Regions from separate parts of the Mus musculus genome. Here region 1 is linked to region 2. The links are chromatin contacts, called in public HiChIP or PLAC-seq maps. All regions are on one chromosome and are shown on one strand. Each heading gives the region's core, a stretch centred on a gene start, on an enhancer-like site or on the middle of the called end of the contact. The rest is flanking DNA. Distances are from core to core; before and after follow the strand shown. Region 1 holds the start of Lingo1 (leucine rich repeat and Ig domain containing 1). Region 2 overlaps Cspg4 (chondroitin sulfate proteoglycan 4).

Region 1 (4,317 bases), core at 1,561-4,060, 270 kb after region 2:
TCCTAGTGGATGGACAGAGAACAACACAGGGGCCTTGCTTAAGGCCATTAAGTCTGGGGAGGGAGGCAGGCACAGAAGAGATGGATATTCATTTGTTCTTGAAACACAATTACTACCTAGGAGGTAGACCAACAAAAGCCTGGAGGTGTCCGTGAACATCCCTTGGCTGTAGTTCTGTTTCTAGCAAAGTCCCCAAACTAGACCATCCTGATGCTTCACAGGCGGCCCTAGGACCTGTGAGAGCACTGGTGAGGGCCACCCCACCAGTCATCTGGCTAAGGAAAGGATCCAGTGTTAGCCTCCTCCCTTCGTGGTCAGAATGATAAGGTCAGGGACCAGGCCCCAGCAGAGCCCTTACAAAGGCTTCTTCGGGTATAGTGCCCTACCCGTCCCAAGTCTCCCTTTCCCATTGCTTCCTCTGGTGGAATAAGATGGAGAATCTGAGAGGGGTCATTTCTTCAGGATACATAGAGAAAGAACAATTGCTGGACTACCACACAATGGAGGAGTAAGGCTTCAAGGTAGCAGTGATGTCTCCTCCATCGTCCCAGGACACCGAGAGAAGATGGGTAGATGGGCACCGCAAGATCCCAGCCTAGCACACCAGCTTCCTCATCTAGCAGCTGGAGACTGAGGGTGGGGGCGATGGACTCTCCCCCATTTCCCCGACCAGATCACTGAGGCAGGGAGCAGGTGAGTCGGGGGCGGAGATCTGCGGTGGCCGCGCCTTGCCTGCGTCAGTCGCCGCACCAGGAATAGCCCCCGCCCCCGCCCCCGCCCCCGCCCCGCATCGGGTCTGGCAGAGCCTTTACGCAGGAGCTAGGGAGCGTCTATTCCTGTCGGGCTGTGGGAGGAGGCGGCGAGGGAGGGCGGGAGCTCACCAGTAACTCACAAACAGCCGGGGTGGGGGAGCTGGGGAGACTGGGAAGGGGGTGCAAGGATCACGGAATCGGGGGACCCAAGAGCCGCCTGCGCTAGGCTCTGGAAGGGAGGAGACTCGTGTGGCCGCCCCACCTCCCCTCCTACCAGTAAGTCCCTCTGCCAAGCCTGCCTCCCACTGGTTTACTCAGCCCTGGAAAGCCATTCAAATTCCCTTTCCACGGTTTACAAGCTGTGTGACCGTGGCCAAGTCACGTAACCTTTCCGAGCCTGGGGTTCCTGCTCTTTATTTTCAGGGGAGTAGTAGTGCCTCTTCCTGAGGTTGTTGGAAGAAGAATGTAAGATGCAAGGAGCATCACTGACACCTGCAGGGAAAGGGCTCTAGGTAGGCCTGAGATATGGACATAGACAGAAGGCAGGAATGTCCCAAGCAGTGGTGTGCCAGTGAGGCTGAGAGGTATCCAAGATCGGTTTCGCTGGAACAGGTTTGTGCAACTCTTTGGACTATGTGTGTAAGGCTGGTCTGTGGAAATCAAGACAGTGCTGGGGGTGGGAACTTGAAGCTGGCCTCTCCAAGCCAGCCAGGTATCTCCGAAATGTCAGTCTGGTTCCTTGGAAGGAGAACGAGGTACTGGGAACGGGATCCTTGCCCACCCCAGAAAGACAGGCCTTGCGCTGGTCTCTTCCTGCCCTGCTCAGCTTCCTTCTTTGCCTGCCTACAAACTATCGGGAGTGCTGAGGTGCTAATGGGGAGAAGGGAACTCTGCCTTGTGGTGTCTTCATTGATGGTTATTCTAATCAATCTGGCATGGTTTTAAGGGGCATCTGGCTTCAAGCAGATGGAAAGAGGTGCAGTAGATAGATGAGGTCCCAACGGGTTGCCTGCCTACACCGCAGCCCTTGCCAGGCCACCCTGCCAGGCTAGTCTCTGATCTGTGGCCCAAGAAGAGTTTGGGTCTCTATGTAAAGGTCTTGTTCTGTGGAGCCATCTGAAGATGTGGTACCCACCAAACTCAGTATTTATTTTAGGGAGTTAGATGGTAAATAGCTAAGCCCAGACCGAGGATCTATACTGCCCTCTGCTGGTCACTTGGTAGAGTGCCACCGTCCGGAGCCTGGCAGATAGGCCTGCTGCCCTCTGCTGGACAGGAAACCCGACGGGGAGGGGACTGGGATGCTAAAGCAGATTCTAGACCTGGCCTCCCGGTAGACCCACTTAGCCAGCTCGGCTTCCACATCCCCTTCCTGTGCTTCCCGGCGGCCGGCCTCACCCTAAGATCCCTAGGAAGCAATGGTGGTGGTGGTGTGGTGTGGTGTGGTGTATGTGTGTGTGTGTGTGTGTGTGTGTGGTGGGGGGTGTCCTGGACATTTCGAGAGGAGGGGTCAAGACCTGACCCTCCTCAAGCTGTCCTCTAAACAACCGTGATCAGGTTGGGGGGTGTGGGGGCTGTCTGTCCACGTGCGTGTGTCGGTCCACACGGCAGTGTGCAGTGACCCCAGTTAACACGTGTGAACACACGCGCTCACATGCACACGCATGTGGCCAGAGACAATCAAACGCGAATGGGTGCACGCACTCTGGGAAGACCGCGGGCTGGGCTGGCTTAAGACTTGCTGGAGCCTGGGACCCAGAGGGGCGCTGCGTGGTGCAGGGCGGGAGCGCGGGGGCGCCGGCCCGGGAGCGTTCTTCGTCTGCGCCCCGCTGCCACTCTCGCTGCGCCCTGGGCGCTGGGCAGCTGCTGGGGCGCTCCTCCATCTTCGTCCGGTTCTCTGAAAGAAGGACCCCCACCCAGGTTTTGCGGCCGCGCCTTCTCTCTCCTCCCCCGCCCGGCTCCAGAGCTCGCTCACTAGCTCCCTCCCTCCCTCCCTCTGTCCCTCCTCCCTCCCTGGCTCGCTGCTCGCTCCTCTCGCTCCCTCCCCACGCCGCGGCAGAGCGCGGAGCCCGAGCGGGAGCCGGCGCGGGAGCCGGAGCGGGCGGCAGCTCAGGAGGCGGCCGGACCTGGACCCGTCCCGGTCCCGGAGCGCGCGGAGTCCCCACCCGCGCCGCTCGGGCCCCTCTCCCGACGCGGGGCTCAGAGCAGCATGCGCGGCAGCTGCCCACCGGTCCCAGCCCTGGCCCCGGCCCCGCTGCAGAGAACGCCCGGCCTCGACCCCGGCCCCAGCGGTAGAGGCGGTGGCGGCCGCTCCCGGCCGGCCCAAGGGACAGAGCCAGGCTCCGGGAGCCCGCAACACTCGTCCTGAGAGCCCCGGCTCCTCAGCCCGCTACGGCCAGGGCCTCGGCCTCCGCCCCCGACTCCCGAGCTCCTGCCCTAGAGTCGACTGGGCTCCCGCCCGCGTGGGACAGACAGACGGACAGCCAGCCCTGCGAGGGCGCGCGGACCGGGCGGAGGTGTTGTAGGAGGAGACCGAGGAGGGGGGCTGGGCTGGGGCTGGGGCCGCGCCGGCAAGAGAGACATGCGATTGGTGACCAAGCCGAGCGGACGGACAGCGCGCCCGAGATGCAGGTGAGCCCCTCCGTCTTGGCCGAGCCCGAGTCGGCAGCCCTGCGGCGAGCTGGGAGCTGGAAGCTGCTGTCGGCCCAGGCTTCACCCTCATGGGGCTATGTAGGGCACCTTGTACCGCCCAGACCCCCTTTGGGGTCGCAGGCCTGACCCTCAAGTTTCAAATGATTTTCCCATTTCCGTTCCGCTGGTCCTAACAGATCCCTGGTTGGCAAGCTGGGACCCGTGGTCAAGGAGAGATCCCTACCATTCCTTTCCATTCCTGCCCTGGTGCCCCCTAAATCATCCTCCCATTCTGGGCAGTGGTCACCCAAGAGGATATGTTCTCTCAGCTCTGGGTGAGTCCCTTTCGGTGGACCAGAGACCACTCCCCAGCCCTGGCTAATACCCTTAAGCTTGAGGACACAGCTAGCAAACAGTTTCTCCCCAGGCTCTAGGATTGCCCCTCTCTCCACAGGAACCTTGTCAGCCTCTTTCTGGCTCCTTTCTCGCTCCGCCTGGATGAAAGGGAGGTGGAGGGCGGAAGAAAAGGGAGGGGGGAGTCCAGTTGAGGAAGACCCAGGAACCTTCGGGGCTCCCCTTTGTCTTCGTTCAGCCGGGCTTCTCACCTCCTCCTGCCCCACTTTTCATTCCTAGGGAAATGGGTGGGAAGTGGGAGCCTGCTGAGAAGGGGGGAGGTGAGGAAGGAGCCTCCTGTGTGTGTCCCCCCAAACGCACCCTATTCGGGTGGGTTTTGGGCTTCCTGCCCTCTAAGACACCCAGATGTTTCTTTCTGGGCGGGTCCCACTTTGAGAAGGGGAGGGGCCAGGCAGGTAGGCAGTCCCCTGGGTCTCTTATTGCTGGGGTCCCTGACCAGCCCCTGACCAGCTCTTGTTGTGGCGGCACCTCCCCTTTGTTCTCAAATGCCCTGTGGTGGGTGGTGTGGCGACTGGGGCAC
Region 2 (4,452 bases), core at 913-3,412:
TATCTACCTCAGCAATTTCTGCTTATTGTGCCAAGACCTGAGTAATCTTAGGGGTTACTGCAAAATACATAGGAGAGCACTTACTGGGAGGGGACCCAGGACAAGATGGACATCAGGCCAACCTTACCTACTTGCCAGGACTCCTCCCATGCTGTGCACAGGAAAGGGACCCAACCAAAGAATCTGGAGTCCTGCCCTTGGACCATCACTCCTTTCAGATCTGTATCTTGTGGAAAGTGAGGAAGACTCCAGCAGCTCTAGCAGTTTCTATTGGTCAGGGGAGGTTAGGCTGGAGTTGGAAGAAGCACTTCTCTGGCTTCCTATTGGAAGATGAGAGTTCTAACTCAGTGAACTGCACAATTGCCATAGCATCCACACTTAAAGGGCCAGCTTCTTTTTTTTTTTAAACTTTTTTAAAGATTTATTTATTATTTATTATATGTAAGTACACTGTAGCTGTCTTCAGACACTCCAGAAGGGGGAGTCAGATCTCATTACGGATGGTTGTGAGCCACCATGTGGTTGCTGGGATTTGAACTCTGGACCTTCAGAAGAGCAGTCAGGTGCTCTTACCTGCTGAGCCATCTCACCAGCCCAAGGGTCAGCTTCTTAATGGGCTCCCTTCTTTAGACTCTTAGGCAATAGGCAGTTTCCAAGCTTGGGGGTCTAGAGATCTGGGGATCCTTATACCCATGGGTTCTTCTTCTCCTCCTCCTCCTCCTCCCTCTCCTCCTTCTCCCCCTCCCCCTCCTCCTTCTTCTTCTACTACCCCTCCTCCTTCCTCCTTTTTTCTTTTTTTAAAGATTTATTTATTTATTATATGTAAGTACATTGTAGCTGTCTTCAGACACTCCAGAAGAGGGAGTCAGATCTCTTTACGGATGGTTGTGAGCCACCATGTGGTTGCTGGGATTTGAACTCTGGACCTTCGGAAGAGCAGTCGGGTGCTCTTACCCACTGAGCCATCTCACCAGCCCTCCTCCTTCTTTTAAAAAAATTTTTTTTTGAGACAAGATTTTTCTGTGTAGCCCTATTTGTCTTGCTGTCTTGGCACTCTCTCTGTAGACCAGGCTGGCCTTGAACTCAGAGTTCCATCTGCCTTTGCCTCTCAAGTGCTGGGATTAAAGGCTTGCACTACCACCAAATGGCTTTCTCTTTTCAACGATGTTTGTATAGGTCCTTTAATGGGTAGAATGTCCTGACCCTGTAGCTCCTAGGCCTTTGGGAGGGCCACAGGCAAAGGGCACATGCTTCCAAAGCTGGTATACATTTTTCATAGGTTGCATATTATCTAGACAAGTACTGATCTCTGCGCTGTGTGTCCAAATGTTATGAGAAAACCCATGTTCACATATATAACCATGTGTGTTTGTGTAGGTATATATATAAAAAAAAAGAGGGTGATGTTTTCAACATCATAAACATTGGTTACAGATCAAGTTCCTATCTATTTCCAGAGCCTAGGAAGAACAAGCTCCTTAGGAAAGGAAAGATGATGTAGTTGTCTTTTTTTGTTTGTTTGCTTTTTGTTTGCTTGTTTGTTTTTCGAGACAGGGTTTCTCTGTGTAGCCCTGTCTGTCCTGGAACTCACTTTGTAGACCAGGCTGGCCTCAAACTCAGAAATCCACCTGCCTCTGCCTCCTGAGTGCTGGGATTAAAGGCGTGCGCCACCACGCCCGGCTGTTTGTTTTAAAGGTTTAATTTTTAAGCATACATGCCTACATGTATGTTTGTGTGCCATGTGTGTGCCTGGTGCCCACAGAGGCCACAGGGGAGTGTTGGATCCCCAGAACTGGACTTACAGTTAGCTGTGAGCCACCATGTGGGTGTTGGGGTTCAGACTTGGCTCTCATAACCACTGAAACATCTCTCCAGCCCTGCATCCTACCAGTAAGCTTTATCTCCAGCTTCTGTGAACTATTTAGTAGAGGGGAAGGAACCCTGCCCTTAAGTTTTAGGAGTATATTTGAAAGGGTTTCACACACACACACACACACACACACACACACACACACACACACACACACGCTCGGCTGTGTCGTGAAAGACTCAGGTCCCAGCACGGCTGTGGGCACAATGTCTGGGTACCAGCTTACCACCTAGCCCAGGCTCGGAGCAGCAGAGCAGTGTCAGCCTGTGCCAGTGCCTGGGGGCAGGGCAGGGCAGGGCAGGCTGTGTGAATAGAGGGTGTTGTCAGTCCTCTAGGGGAAACAGGAGATGAGGGCAGATCCTGCCTGGCAGGTTTGTCACCCACATCTCTGCTTACACTTTCAGGGACGCTCCTTACTCTGGGTGGAGACTGGCTCATGGTAGCAAGGCCCTGAGGAGCCAGCCTTAACTTCCTGGGAGTGGCAAGGTGGAGCTGTGAGTGTTATACGGGGATGTTCTTGGTCTTCGAGAGCAGAGACATCACATTTATAAAAAGGAAACTAGTGTTGGCAGTTTAAGACACAGAGTATTTCTGGAGGCTATATTCTGGGGAGGTACAAGGCAGAGGGGTGGGAAATGATTTTTCACGGCAGTGTTCTCAGTGCGGCACCACCGAAGCCTTGCTGGGTCTCATCTATCGTTACTCTGTTGTGTGGCTCTAGTTGGGTCTCATACCCTCTCTGATTCTGTCTCCCTGTCCCTCCTGTCCCTCTGGAGATCTTTTTGTTGGTAATCCACCTGGTTCCAAGTTTCCTGCCTGACGTCTCTGAGAGGGGGCCGGATGTTAAAATGAACACGATGCCGTGAGAGAGTGTTGTCTGGAGGCAGGCAGGGTGGTGAGCAGGAGCGAGGCTCAAATGTTACAGATACTGGGGACACGTGCAGAGGAAACCCTAGCCCCCAGAGCAGGTCAGCTGCCAAAGGCTGCTTTCTGCCCTTCACCTCTAACTTCCTGTTCTTAGGCCTCGTGGAGTCCCACGGTTTCCCAGAGCACAGAAACCTACTGCCTCCTCCCTTTTGCTCAGACAGGATCTCTGAGAGCCGGATTGGCCTTCAATTTTTTTAGGGTCAAGAATGACTTTGGGGTTGGAGAAATGGCTCAGCTGTTAAGAGCACAGACTGTTCTTCCAGAGGTCCTGAGTTCAACTCCCAGTAACCACATGGTGGCTCACAATCTTCTGTAATGGGGTTTGATGCCCTCTTCTGGTGTGTCTGAAGAGAGCAATGGTGTATTCATATACAAAAAAAAAGTAATCTTAAAAAGACTTTGAACTCATTCTTATGCTCCTGCCTCCTAAGTACTGGGATTATAAGCAAGAGACATCAATTCAGCTTATGTTTCTTTTCTAATGACTTCAGCCCATTTTCAAGACCAGATAATTCCCTGGGCCAGAGTTTGCTTCCATTGCCCCTGATCTTGCATCATCCTCTTGTAGGAAGGGCCAGAGGATTCTATTTGCCTTGTGGCTCACATAATGGCCTTTCTTTTGGAGACCTGGGATCTCATGACCCATTGCTAGCTGAATGATCTGCTCTAGGGGGTATGACTTTCCTGTGTCTGCATTGGTTCCCCTCCTTTAGAGAAATACCTGGGTTCTCCTACTGAAGGACGGAGATTGTAAAATGTTCCACACAAAAGTCTGCCTGTCCAATCTTCCCTTTATGCACTGTGTCCCCAACTTTGACACCCCCCATGTCCCTTACTTTTGCTTCTGCAGCCACAATGAAAGGAGGCTGGGGGAGGAATAGGGCCTTGGAGGCCAAAACCCAGGCCAAGGAGTCTATGGCTGGGAGCATTTATTTATTTATTTATTTTTATTTTTCCCTGACGTTCCCTGTAGCGTAAGGGCTTTGGTCCCATCTCAACAAACAGCCCATCTGCCTGTACAGGTGAGAGTAGAGGACTTTGGGAATGCCCCAGGAGGTGGAAATTCAAGAGCTTGTCCAGATTTGTCCATCCCCACCCCCCATGAAGCGAGGCCACATGGCCTGCCCCAGGGGAGTGAAGCTGCCACGGATAGGAGCCCAGTGCACAAACTCAAACGACGCACAGCTGCTCGGAGCCTCCGAAGCACCATTCGCCACGGCTCAGTGGAGTCAAGTGTCTTCGTTTGCCTGCTCCCTAGTCTTGAGGAGAGCATGGCCACCAGGGTGGCCTCTAACACTCCCAGTCCAAGCACTGACAGTTGCTGGCCAGTGCTTCGGGCGCTCCACCACAGGGCTTTGTGGGTGACATGACTTCAGACCTTTGTCTATCCCGTGTACTCCAGGGCTTCATCAGGCCTGGCTAGGCCAGCACCATGTTAAATAGCTTTCTTGCCTTAAATTAACCAACCCCAGAGCAACCCCACCCATCTTGCACCTTGAATATATTAATCTATTGCCTAACATTCCTCCCCATTCGGCTTCAGGAAAACACCAGAGAGGGTGCTCTCGTTCCCCTGACCTTGGCAGTCTGGGTCAGGATTTATCTAAGGTCACAGTTCCAGGACCCGGAGTTGTGACCCATCTAGGATGCTTTCC

Evidence for each region. HiChIP or PLAC-seq counts read pairs in DNA pulled down with a chosen protein or histone mark.
Region 1: an H3K4me3 HiChIP or PLAC-seq map of embryonic stem cells shows a contact between it and region 2, with 40 read pairs. The contact joins the promoter of Lingo1 here to the enhancer-like site in region 2. A contact is called at or near these places in 2 of 15 datasets of contacts at CTCF or cohesin (both in embryonic stem cells), 11 of 484 Hi-C or Micro-C datasets (the N1E-115 cell line, cerebral cortex, embryonic stem cells and 5 more), 10 of 115 datasets of contacts at active chromatin or transcription factors (T-cell acute lymphoblastic leukemia, embryonic forebrain, embryonic hindbrain and 5 more) and 1 of 9 other capture datasets (adipose tissue).

The regions. Positions count from the first base shown.
Region 1 is chr9:56,634,141-56,638,457 of GRCm38.p6, reverse strand. Lingo1 (leucine rich repeat and Ig domain containing 1) reads left to right here and starts at 2,810. Exons shown (of 2, transcript NM_001311076.1): 1 at 2,810-3,383. The coding sequence starts at 3,378.
Region 2 is chr9:56,899,136-56,903,587 of GRCm38.p6, reverse strand. It overlaps Cspg4 (chondroitin sulfate proteoglycan 4), which reads right to left. Exons shown (of 10, transcript NM_139001.2): 10 at 3,718-4,452. Among named protein-coding and RNA genes, the nearest start is that of Snx33, 27 kb to the left of the region's middle. Within about 2 kb of position 2,162, at least 77 of the 459 cell types and tissues checked have an H3K27ac peak or open chromatin away from gene starts, as enhancers often do. A contact at or near this core is called in cerebral cortex, embryonic stem cells, muscle stem cells and 2 more, where this site is marked.